Regions from separate parts of the Ovis aries genome. Here region 1 is linked to region 2. Evidence: chromatin contacts called from public Hi-C data. All regions are on one chromosome and are shown on one strand. Each heading gives the region's core, a stretch centred on a gene start, on an enhancer-like site or on the middle of the called end of the contact. The rest is flanking DNA. Distances are from core to core; before and after follow the strand shown. Region 1 holds the start of BBOF1 (basal body orientation factor 1). Region 2 holds the start of RIOX1 (ribosomal oxygenase 1).

Region 1 (5,694 bases), core at 2,495-4,994, 450 kb after region 2:
TTTGTAAGATTAAATCTTTTATTTGTACCATATGGCTTCCCTGGTGGCTCAGTGGTAAAGAATCTGCCTGTCATTGCTACAAGATGCAGGAGACATGGGTTCAATCCCTGGGTCCGGAGGATCCCCTGGAGTAGGAAATGGCAACCCACTCCAATATTCTTGCCTGGAAAATCCCATGGACAGAAGAGCCTGGCAGAATGTAGTCCTTGGGGTTGCAAAGAGTTGGACATGACTGACTATGCACACACGCAAAAACAAAATACAATGAAAAAGTAGGATGAAATTAACTAATCCTCCATAATATTCAAAAATATTGATGAGTCTCCTTCAGTTAGAGTTTGGATGACAATATATTTATTCAAGATTCTAAAGGCTGTGTAAAAACAAGATCAGAAATGGTTCACCTAGCTTCTCCAACTTATAGAACAGCATCAGTGCTATCAGGCAATTTCAAGGATGACTTACGAGTAGAAATGGTATTGTGCAGGGCCCTATAAGGCTCCTGGGCACAAGGCCTTTCTGTGTTCCCCATTTCTTTGATTATAAGAAACAGCCTTCATTCACCCTCCTTGACGTTCCCTGAGTTTCAAGGGGCAGATTCAAGAAGTTGTTAATTAGGGAAGGAAGAGAATGTGAGACCAGAGTTAAACAGCCAGAAGCAGCTGTGGGTCAAAGTCTTGTTTCCCATCAATGGATATACGCAAAGATATCTTTGAGCTATTCTGCAGATACTGAAACTCTCTCCAGGTGGGAGAAGTTATGATATGCTGCCCACGAGCATGTAGAAGCCAGATCGGTTAGACCTGAGGCTGACGGATGTTGACTCCTACTTACCAACTCACCACCAAACCATCAGAAGAATGTCCACGAGCTGATCACATCCTCTTTTACTATAAAACTTGTCACTATCTTCCTCACGTTAGAACACAGTTTCAAGAGCACGAGCCTGCTGTGCCCCCCTTTGCCTGGCAAAGCAACAAGCTCTTCTTTTTTACTTCACCCAAAATTCTGTCTCTGAGATCTGATTTGCACAGGTGGACAGAGAAGCTGAGAATCTGGTGTCAAAACTCGGTCTCCAAGCTAAACCAGAATAAAGCTACAGATGCCTTTACAGAGTAAACCTCATTTTGGAGCTACTGGAAGAAAAAAAAAAGAAATAACAATATGTAGTTTTAAAATAATTTTGAGATATAGTCTTAAGTTCTTATTTGGCTTTTTGAGCAACTCCACACTTGATGATATGAGAATCAATGGGACAATAGAAAAGTTGATATTATTTGGCAAAGACAGAAAATCCAATTTGGGAAAAACAACAACAACGACAACAAAACAACCCCAGAGCAAAAGAAGCACATTTACAGCTTTAAGACAGCAGAGATGTTACCTTACATTCAGATTCCTGCCCTACCTACCAGGACCATAATGATCTTGTCTGCGTGAGGATTCGGCCAAGACACTCCGCATTTCTATGTTAACCAGGAACTAAGTACACTGGGCGGAAAAAGAAAAAAAAAATTACAAAACCAAGTCAAAAAAGTACCAAGTGCTTATCCCAACTTTTAAAAGCATTAGCATTCTAAACAATAAAACAAAGCAAATTTATTCAATGAAATAAACCTCATAGTAAAACTACAAGAATGTATGAAAGGAAATACTACCAGATGAACTGCTAAATACTTCCTACTTTTACAAATGGATGATTGAATAATAACATCCAGTTCTTTGGCAGAGGATGCAGAGGTTCAGAAGACTGTAGATTCTAGAACTACCTCTACTATAGTGTGAATCTGGGCATTTCTCTTAGCCATATTCAAGTCACAACAGTTTTAACTGCAAAGTCAAACTTAAAGTAAAACAAAATATATTTTGTATGATAAAATAACTAAGAAGTACATGCAACTAAAGTATTATGCACATATATTAAGAAATAATCTTACTACAGTCAAGTTTTCGTGTTTATAAATGAGTCTACAGACAACAGATGACTTGGACTGAATTTCAGGTTCACAGTAACCAATTTTTTAGAATGAATTCTAAATATAAAGCCTCTAATAGGAGATATCCTACACTCTCTTTTCTGCAAGTTATCAGTAGGGTACATTTTCAGAACCCTGCACATATCAAGTGGTAAAGAAATTGGTAAAGAACTCGCCTGCCAATGCAGGAGACATTAGAGAAGGTGGGTTCCATCCCTGGGTGGGGAAGATCCCCTGGAGAAGGGCACTCACTCCAGTATTCTTGCCTAGAGAATCCCATGGACAGAGGAGCCTGGCCGGCTCCAGTCCATGGGGTCGCAAAGAGTTGGACACGGCTGAAGTGACTTAACACGCAGACATATAAAATCAATCATAACTTTATAGATTCTATGTCAGAATAAACCTCTTCAATGTATGGTAATTCCATCATGGACCCACGGAAGTGTGTAATGCAAATTGGGGCGAGGGGGAAGCACCAGGAATACAATAAGCCACTATCATGCCAGCAGATGGCATGGCTAAGATTTTCAGTGCTTATTAATATTAACAATCAGCAAGTTCCCTCTTAACCACTCAATTCAGACACATCAACGATGTAGCTGGGAAAAAAAGCGGGGGAGGGGGAAGGTTTGAATCAGAGACATCTAGAAAGGTTGCAGGGATTTTCTCCTTAGAGAAATGGAGAAGACGCACAATGAAGTTTTTACGGAAATTTTTACATTCAATTTGAAAGGGAGACTAATGCACAGCAGAGCTTCAATCCCAAGTTTCCTAACTGTTGTCTCGGTCCCCAGAATCCCCTGTCTTTCTAGATGACTCACGGACAAACTCATTGAATGAAGAAGGCATGATCACAGAGCTCCTCCTCTGAAAAAACGCAAACCATCCTTCTGAGTACTACTCCTTTTCACAGGTGTGCGCGGTGTTGGTTGGGGCGAGGGGAGGTGACGACACCAAAACAAAAACAACACAGCAAAAGGCCAGAGCTTTCAAATTCACGCGACTCGCGGAAAAGGGAGGGCAGCACGCGCAGGTTATTAGCAAATGGGAATCTGGGGACGGCAGCGACAGGACAGAACGGGACCTGACACCGGGATACTCCTCTTCAAGGGCTCTCCACGAGGCCCCGGAGCCTCTCCGACCCCCAGGCTCCCCGATACCCGCGCGCCGCCCGCCTCACCCTCCAAACCACCCACCACCCTCGGACAAGTCCTCAACTGCCTCATCGAAACATGTTTGGCCTGGGAAGCCCGCTGGCTGCGCCATCCCTTACAGAACCAGCAAGGGTTAGGAGCCAGGAGAGGGAGAAGGAAACTAAAAGAGCCAGGTGGCCTCGGGAGGGGCGGAGACGGGACGAGAGCTGGGCGGCCACGGCCACGCTGGCTGCGGCGCGAGGGAAGGAGAGGACGCGCGGGCAAGACGAGGAAACGTTGTGAACCCGGCGGGGGCGACGCTCCGACGAAAGGGGCGCGGCGGGTCCAGCCTCCTCACGGGAGAGCGCCTCTACGGTCGCGCCGCCGCCGGCGGCCAGTGGCCGGCCGGCTCCGGCCTCCTCTCCCGCCCAGCCCCGACCCCAGTCATGCACCGGCGCGCCCGCGCTCGCACACTCACCGGGCGCGCGCCACCACGGCGCGGCCGCCCGCCGCCCTCAGCCGGTCTCCGCCCCGCCCCCCGCGCCTGGCCAGTGGACTGGGCCCCGGGGGCGGGGCAGGGGCGGGGCTACGTCACGGGCGCGTGCGCTCTCTGCGCGCCGGCAACGGCTCGAGCTGATCGTTACTTGCGCGGCTTGGTGGTGTCCTTGGAGACAAGGCCGGGCCTGGGCGGCGCGGAGACAAGACCACGGCAGCTGAGCCCCCGGAGAAGCCAGGATGCCGGCTAAGGGGAAGGACAAAAAGAAAGGGAAGGGCAAAGACAAAGGCAAAGATAAAGACAAGAAGAAGAAGTAAGGGGAAGCCACGCTGGGGTCCCTGCTCCGGGGCCTGCCCTCCGGAGATTCGCAGGTCCCGGCCAACTGGCGCCCTTTCCCCGCTACCCTCCCGGACCCTCCCCTTGCTCTCCCAGCTTCTGAGAAGGACGGCTCCGTTGCCCAGAAATTCCCCAAAAGCATGCCATACCCCCCACCGCTTCAACTAAGACCGGAGTGTTGAGATTTGGGACCCTGAAATCTTTTAGACACAGCCCCTGCCCATGTGGAGTGTACTAACGAGGAGGCAGATAAGTTCCCCAAGAATTGAAGTAACATAGGACCGAACTGACTCATTTGAAGACTCTGATGCTGAGAAAGGTTGAGGCGGGAGAAGAAGGGGACGACAGAGGATGAGATGGTTGGATGGCATCACCGACTCAACGGCCGTTCGTTTGAGTAAACTCCGGGAGTCGGTGATGGGCAGGGAGGCCCGGCGTGCTGTTGCCCACCGGGTCGCAAAGAGTCGGATACGACTGAGCGACTGAACTGACTGACTGAGGACCGAATGAAATAAGTGGAGGGGAAAAGATCTAAAAGTGAGGAGGAAGGGTTAGTTCTGACACTGGAATTGAAGGTCGGAGATCCTCTAGACCTGTGCTGTCCAATAGTGTCGTCACCGGTCATGTGTGGCTATTAAGATTCGTTAAAATTAAACTAAAAATTCAGATCCTCGTTTGTACCGGCTACATTGCGTGTACTCAGTAGGCCTGTGTGGCTAGTGGTGGCTGTATTGGACAGTCTAGATAGTGTTAACGTCACAAAGTTCTATTGGACAGCACTGTTTGCCACCAGTGATTCTTAGCTGGGAGGGGGTTAATTTTTGACTCCCTGAGGACGTTTGTCAAGGAGACATTTTTGGTTGTCACATCTGGGGACCTCTAGCGGATAAGAGACCGAGTGAAAGTCGCTCAGTCGTGTCCCACTCTCTGCGACCCCGTGGATGATACAGTCTACGGAATTCTCCAGGCCAGAATACTGGAGTGGAGAAGATCCCTTCTCCAGCGGATCTTCCTGACCCAGGAATCGAACCGGCGTGTCCTGCATTCCTGGCGATTTTTTACCACCTTAGCTGTCAGACCAAGGATACTGTTAAATATCCTACAGTGCACATTAACAACCTCCAGCCCCACTCCAGATAAAGAATCATGTGGCTCAGAATATTAGTAGTTGGGAAATCCTCCTCAAGACCCAAATAATGCACTAAGCATTATTCACCTTATCTCCAGCACCTGGAAGAGTGTCGGAATCATAGAAGAAGCTTAATATTTGTTAAATTAAGATATCTGCTCCTGTATGCTTCAGCTTGGATCTTTCCCCACACCCCACCCGGTCCCCGCAAGAACTGTGCTGTAGTGCTCTGTTTTCATTATTTTTTGCCTGTAACCTGATCATCTCAGCTGTGTGGTTGAGAGGCACTTAAACATCCTGAAGGATGTCTGGGTGATTGAAGTAATTCCTTGGGCCTTTTCAAGGATTCCTTTTGGTTCAAAGGAAAACATAAAGGATTTGAGTATTCAGATTTCCCCAAATGATGAGAATTTCTGAAGTGGATAAGATTGCTCTAGCATTAAAGCTTCACAGGTTTGGAGTTGCTGCTAGATTGCTACTACATTTATTGGATGACCCTAGTGGTTCCTAGACACACTGGAATCATACATCTTGTCCAACAGCATTATATATGGGACCACAAGGGATCTTTGAAAAGTTTATACAGTAATTTGTTTAAGAGAGTAAAGCCTGCTCAGTACAGAG
Region 2 (6,078 bases), core at 552-3,051:
ACACAGACCAGGACAGTGGGGGGTTGGTGGGGAGTTGGGGGGTTGGGCAGGTAACAGTGACAATGATTATTACTCAGTCTTGTCTGACTCTCTGCGACCTTATGGGCTATACAGTCCATGAAATTCTCCAGGCCAGAATACTGGAGTGGGTTCAGTTCAGTTCAGTTCAGTCGCTCAGTCGTGTCTGACTCTTTGTGACCCCATGAATCGCAGCACGCCAGGCCTCCCTGTCCATCACCAACTCCTGCAGTTCACTCAGACTCACATGCATCGAGTCCGTGATGCCATCCAGCCATCTCATCCTCGGTCGTCCCCTTCTCCTCCTGCCCCCAATCCCTCCCAGCATCAGAGTCTTTTCCAATGAGTCAACTCTTCGCATGAGGTGGCCAAAGCACCGGAGCTTCAGCTTTAGCATCATTCCTTCCAAAGAAATCCAGGGCTGATCTCCTTCAGAATGGACTGGTTGGATCTCGTTGCAGTCCAAGGGACTCTCAAGAGTCTTCTCCAACACCACAGTTCAAAAGCATCAATTCTTCGGTGCTCAGCCTTCTTCACAGTCCAACTCTCACATCCATACATGACCACAGGAAAAACCATAGCCTTAACTAGATGGACCTTAGTCCGCAAAGTAATGTCTCTACTTTTGAATATACTGTCTAGGTTGGTCATAACTTTTCTTCCAAGGAGTAAGCGTCTTTTAATTTCATGGCTGCAGTCACCATCTGCAGTGATTTTGGAGCCCCCAAAAATAAAGTCTGACACTGTTTCCACTGTTTCCCCATCTATTTGCCATGAAGTGATGGGACCAGATGCCATGATCTTCATTTTCTGAATGTTGAGCTTTAGACCAACTTTTTCACTCTCCACTTTCACTTTCATCAAGAGGCTTTTTAGCTGTTCCCTTCTCCAGGGATCCTCCCAATCCAGGGATCAAACCCAGTTCTCCCGCATTGCAGGCCGATTCTTTACCAGCTGAGCACCAGAGAAGCCCTGCGCAGGTAAAGTCAGCATGTTTACTGAATATGGAATTAAGTCAGAAAACATTCCATGATCTTGAAGTTTGAGCTGGATCAAACTCGCAAAGATGAAGGGAAGAAAAAGGATTGTGCATTATCTCGCATGTTGATTTTGTCCTCGGAAATAAGTCCCAAGAAGACAGGTAATAATGTTTCATTGTTTTGCTTATGATTGTTACCCCATGCTGTCGCGATGTCTGTCACTTAGTAGGTAGTCAGTAAACATTTGTTATATTAAAAAAGAAATACAAGTAGAAAAGTCCATGGATTTTTTTTTTTCTTCAGGGAGATAGGGCTATGACTGAAAATTTGTAATGAAGAGAGGACAAAGGGAAGTTAGGCGGCGTAATTTAGGGCTTCAATCGATATCTGTAAAGAGGACCAGATGGACCAAAAGTCTGAACTTAGAACTTTGCCTGAGTGCAATCCTTGAAACCAAGAATTGTCAGCTTTCTCATGCAAAGCTGCTGGGCAACGTGTTATTCGGAAACGGGGACAAGCCTGTGAACACTGCAATCTGCAGACACAGGAAGAAAAGGAGAGTTAAGTCGCAACTTTTTCCTGGAGTCCCTGACAATCTGATTTTTAAGTTGCCCTCTAAATACGGAACCAATGTCAACTTGGCAGAGACTCCGCGGCTCTAGGCGAACCCGAGAATTTAACGTTTTCTAACTGGGGAAGCGGGAAGCGCCGGAGGAAAAATGGTGGGCGTGGACAACCTGAAGGCAGCTGGAGGCCCGCCCCCTTCCCAGAGTACACTGCGGCCGCCGCGTGCGTGAGCCGGCTTCCGGCCGTCTCCCGCTGAGCTAGCGGGAGGCTCGGACCATGGACGGGCTCAGGGCTAGCGCTGGGCTGCTGAGACGCGGGCGGTTGAGACGCCGGCGCCAGCAACAGCCACATAGCGGGTCGGTCCTGGCCCTGCCCCTGAGGCCCAGAAAGATCCGACGGCAGCTGAGGAGAAGTGTCTCGTCCCGAATGGCCGCGCTCAGGGCCCAGACGCTGCAGAGCGAGGACTTGGAGGACTCAAGGGTGGAGTCGACGGTCGCTGAACCCGGGGACCCGCTGGCGGGAGGAGCGGCGGCCCTTTCGGATGCGAACGGGCGGGAGCCGCACGGCCAGCTCGGGCCCGCGGAGCTGCTGGAGGCTTCGCCCGCGTCCCGCTCCCTGCAGACTCCCCGCTCCTTGGTGGAGGCGCAGACCCCGGCGGCACGCTTGGTGGAAGCTCACACCCCGCCGGTGCGCCTGTTGGAGGCGTCGGCGCTGCCCGCGCGCTTGGTGCCGGCTTCGGGGCCGTCCGCGCGCCTGGTGGAGACCTCGGCCCTGCTGTGCTCTGCCCAGCACACGGCGGCCGTCCCGCCGTCCGTGGCTCCTGCCACGCTGTCGGGGCCGCAGGGGGAAAGCACGGGCGAGGAGCTGCCCTGGGACTCCCCGCTGCAGCGCATCTTGGCCGAGCTGAACCGCATTCCTAGCAGCCGGCGACGGGCGGCACGCCTCTTCGAGTGGCTCATTGCGCCCATGCCGCCGGACCATTTCTACCGGCGCCTGTGGGAGCGCGAGGCAGTGCTGGTGCGGCGGCAGGACCAGAGCTACTACCAGGGTCTTTTCTCAACCGCCGACCTCGACTCCATACTGCGCAACGAGGAGGTGCAATTCGGGCAGCACCTGGACGCCGCGCGCTACGTCAATGGGCGGCGCGAGACCTTGAACCCTCCCGGCCGCGCCCTGCCCGCCGCCGCGTGGTCCTTGTACCGGGCCGGCTGCTCCCTGCGCCTCCTCTGTCCGCAGGCTTTCTCCACCACCGTGTGGCAGTTTTTGGCCGTGCTCCAGGAGCAGTTCGGAAGTATGGCAGGCTCCAACGTTTACCTTACTCCCCCCAACTCGCAGGGCTTTGCCCCCCACTACGACGACATCGAGGCTTTCGTGCTGCAGCTGGAAGGTAGGAAACTCTGGCGGGTCTACAGACCGCGGGTGCCGACCGAGGAACTGGCCCTGACGTCCAGCCCCAACTTCAGCCAGGACGACCTCGGAGAGCCGGTGCTGCAGACGGTGCTGGAACCTGGAGATTTGCTCTATTTCCCCCGAGGTTTCATTCACCAAGCCGAATGCCAGGATGGGGTGCACTCTCTGCACTTGACCTTGTCCACATACCAGCGCAATACTTGGGGCGACTTCCTGGAGGCTGTACTGCCCCTGGCAGTGCAGGCCGCAATGGAGGAAAATGTGGAGTTTCGTAGGGGGCTGCCCCGAGACTTTATGGATTACATGGGGGCCCAGCATTCGGATTCCAAGGATCCGCGAAGAACTGCTTTCATGGAGAAGGTGCGGGTCCTGGTTGCCCGCTTGGGACACTTTGCCCCAGTTGATGCTGTGGCTGACCAGCGAGCCAAAGACTTCATCCACGATTCTCTGCCCCCTGTGTTGACTGACAGGGAGAGGGCACTAAGCGTTTATGGGCTCCCAATTCGCTGGGAGGCTGGAGAACCTGTAAACGTGGGAGCCCAGTTGACAACAGAAACAGAAGTGCACATGCTTCAGGATGGTATAGCTCGGCTGGTGGGTGAGGGGGGCCATTTGTTTCTTTATTACACAGTGGAGAACTCCCGAGTTTATCACCTGGAAGAGCCTAAGTGCTTGGAGATATACCCCCAGCAAGCTGATGCCATGGAACTCTTGCTTCGCTCCTACCCAGAGTTTGTGCGAGTAGGGGACTTGCCCTGTGACACTGTGGAGGACCAGCTTTCCTTGGCAACCATGTTATATGATAAGGGGCTGCTGCTCACCAAGATGCCTCTAACCTGAACTAGTTACTCACTAAATGCCAGAAATAAAACAGTAGTGGTTCTCTCCCACCATCTTTTGAGGGAGAAAACTCATTTTCTTACTTGATACCCATCAGTGTGTTCATATTTACCTTTATGACTGCCTCAGTATCATAGAAGTCAGACCGTCTTCTAGGAGACACCTCCTCACCTAGGCACAGAAGTAAAAGCAGGAGTTGGAGATGGAAAAAGGAGCCTTTTCTGCAGGAGTAACTTGATTCCTGATCATTTGAGAGACCAACTTCTTCATCACCCTCAGGCTTCAGAGTACTGTGTGGGATTTGCTGTGTTATTCTGCTTGAGACATCAGAAGGTTTTACTTGGAATTTGCATCCTTCATCTGAGTTCTCTTTCATCAGTTTGTGGGGAGGGTTGGGTTCAGTTTCCTGTTTGTTACTGTGAGTTTGTGGGAATGTTAGAAAAGTTATTAAATTGCCAGAGTTTTCCTTTTCTGAGGCTAGATTATTGTGTGGCATGGTCTGAAGAAATGTGGGAGGAGGAGGGTAGGTACGGGAAAACTGCAATGGCTGAGGCGCAAGGTAACTTAGGGTGGATGTAGGATTGGGACCAATTTTGCAACCCTAGGGGTAATTGATTCATTTTAATCATGCTCCTTGAACCCCAAACAGCACAATCCTATTAGAAAAGTTATGAGTATATTATGTTTTTTAAAGGGTATTATGTTTTTGCTCAGTGCTTGCTTGCATCAGTGGCTGGCGCTGCTGCTAAAACAGGCAGCATGTCACTAGCTGTGCTGTCATAGGCCACAGTCAGCCAGCTTGTAGCAGGCTGGCCGTGAGGGAACGCTGCTGTTCAAGTTACTTTCTACTCTTATTTTTTTCTGGTAGTTGAAAGAAACTTCCCCAAATCTGGCAAATGAATATTCTCATGGTTGGTGGAAGAGAGCCTGGTGTACCAGAGGGAGCACTGGACTTGGAACCAGAAAACCTGGGTTTGGGGTGGTGGCTGGTGGGCAGCTAGCTGGCTGAATGACCTGAGGCTGCTGCTGCTATGCCTGGGCACACTTCATTTTATGTTTTGGTACAGCTTGATGTCTCCACCTCATCATTTTAGGTTGTATCTGGAACTTTTAAGATCATTTTGCCATGAGTGCTAAGTTTCAGTTATATAAAGTTGAGAACTTGATGAAGTCTTTTTTTAAGTTGCAAAAGCCTAGATTACATGAGAGTACATCTCAGCCTATTCAAGTTTAAGCTTCGAGGCTTTTTCTGAGTGCTTAGCCAGACATACAGCAGTTTTTTTTTTTTCTAAGGTGTCCTTTTTTTTGACCTCACTTTCAAATTGGTTCAGAGCTACATCATTCATTTTTCTAAAGGGATCAGATAGCAAAATCAAAATCCAAGGGGCAAGGAAAAGATAACAGACTGAGATGGTGGCCAAGAAGAAAGAGAAGTATCCTTTCCTGGCTCTCATCCTACAGGGCTCACAACTAAGTCCCCAGACCTCCAGTCCTGAAAAGGCTTGTTAAGGGAATCAAGGCATAGGACTAATTCCTAGAAAACCTACCCTGAAAATTTTCTTGGAGAAAAGTATGGAGCTTCAGTGGTTTTTGCCCTTCTTTGGGTTGCACATAAACACGTTTTGCTTCCTCCTTCGCTTTTCTTACGGCTGCCTCAATCTTGAATACTTTCTGTATCAACAGTTCCTTTTGGCTTAGTGTTTGAATCTGAAACAGAACAGATGATGATTAAAAAAAACTCTTATCAGGCTGCAGATCATCAAAAAGTGTTAATGAAGTAACATATTGCATCATGCTTATTAATATTAGGTGGTACATAAAATGCCTGAAAACATTGTTCTCTTGTGATGTTGGTTGGACATTTTTACACCTGTTAATGAAAAAACCACTTGTTAATGAAAAATGTACTTTAGCTTTTGGGCATGATGAATCTGCTAAGAAATGCCTGATGTGAAATTGGTTTTGTGAATTATCTTCAGAAAGAATCTTTTGCCTTTTTAAAAGTATTCTTCCCCTCTACTCATCTCTGCCAGCAGCTTTGAAAAACTAGAACCATCTGTTTAGCTAGTGTTCCTTTGGGGAAAGAGCCCAGATTAGGAATTAAGAGAAATTTAGAAGGAAAAAGAAAATCTAGGGGGCCAGCTTCAATCCCTCATTCCTTCTTTATACCCATCTGCAAAAAAGAAGGAACTTGGGTTTAGAGAATGGTGAGGAGAACACGGGAAGGAAGGAAACAGTATTTCAGAAACAACAACAAACTGAT

What was found. A called contact is a pair of places that touch in the nucleus more often than the background predicts.
Region 1: a Hi-C map of muscle shows a contact between it and region 2, with 2.9 times the contacts expected there. The contact joins the promoter of BBOF1 here to the promoter of RIOX1 in region 2. A contact is called at or near these places in 4 of 16 Hi-C or Micro-C datasets (hypothalamus, muscle and tail adipose tissue).

The regions. Positions count from the first base shown.
Region 1 is chr7:83,470,648-83,476,341 of ARS-UI_Ramb_v3.0, forward strand. BBOF1 (basal body orientation factor 1) reads left to right here and starts at 3,745. Exons shown (of 12, transcript XM_060418293.1): 1 at 3,745-3,918. The coding sequence starts at 3,845. ENTPD5 (ectonucleoside triphosphate diphosphohydrolase 5 (inactive)) reads right to left here and starts at 3,637. Exons shown (of 18, transcript XM_060418334.1): 1 at 2,153-3,637; 2 at 1,413-1,491.
Region 2 is chr7:83,022,521-83,028,598 of ARS-UI_Ramb_v3.0, forward strand. It overlaps RIOX1 (ribosomal oxygenase 1), which reads left to right and starts at 1,802. Exons shown (of 1, transcript XM_015097175.4): 1 at 1,802-6,078. The coding sequence starts at 1,842. The coding sequence ends at 3,815. It overlaps HEATR4 (HEAT repeat containing 4), which reads right to left. Exons shown (of 16, transcript XM_027971998.3): 14 at 5,363-5,522; 15 at 3,928-3,986.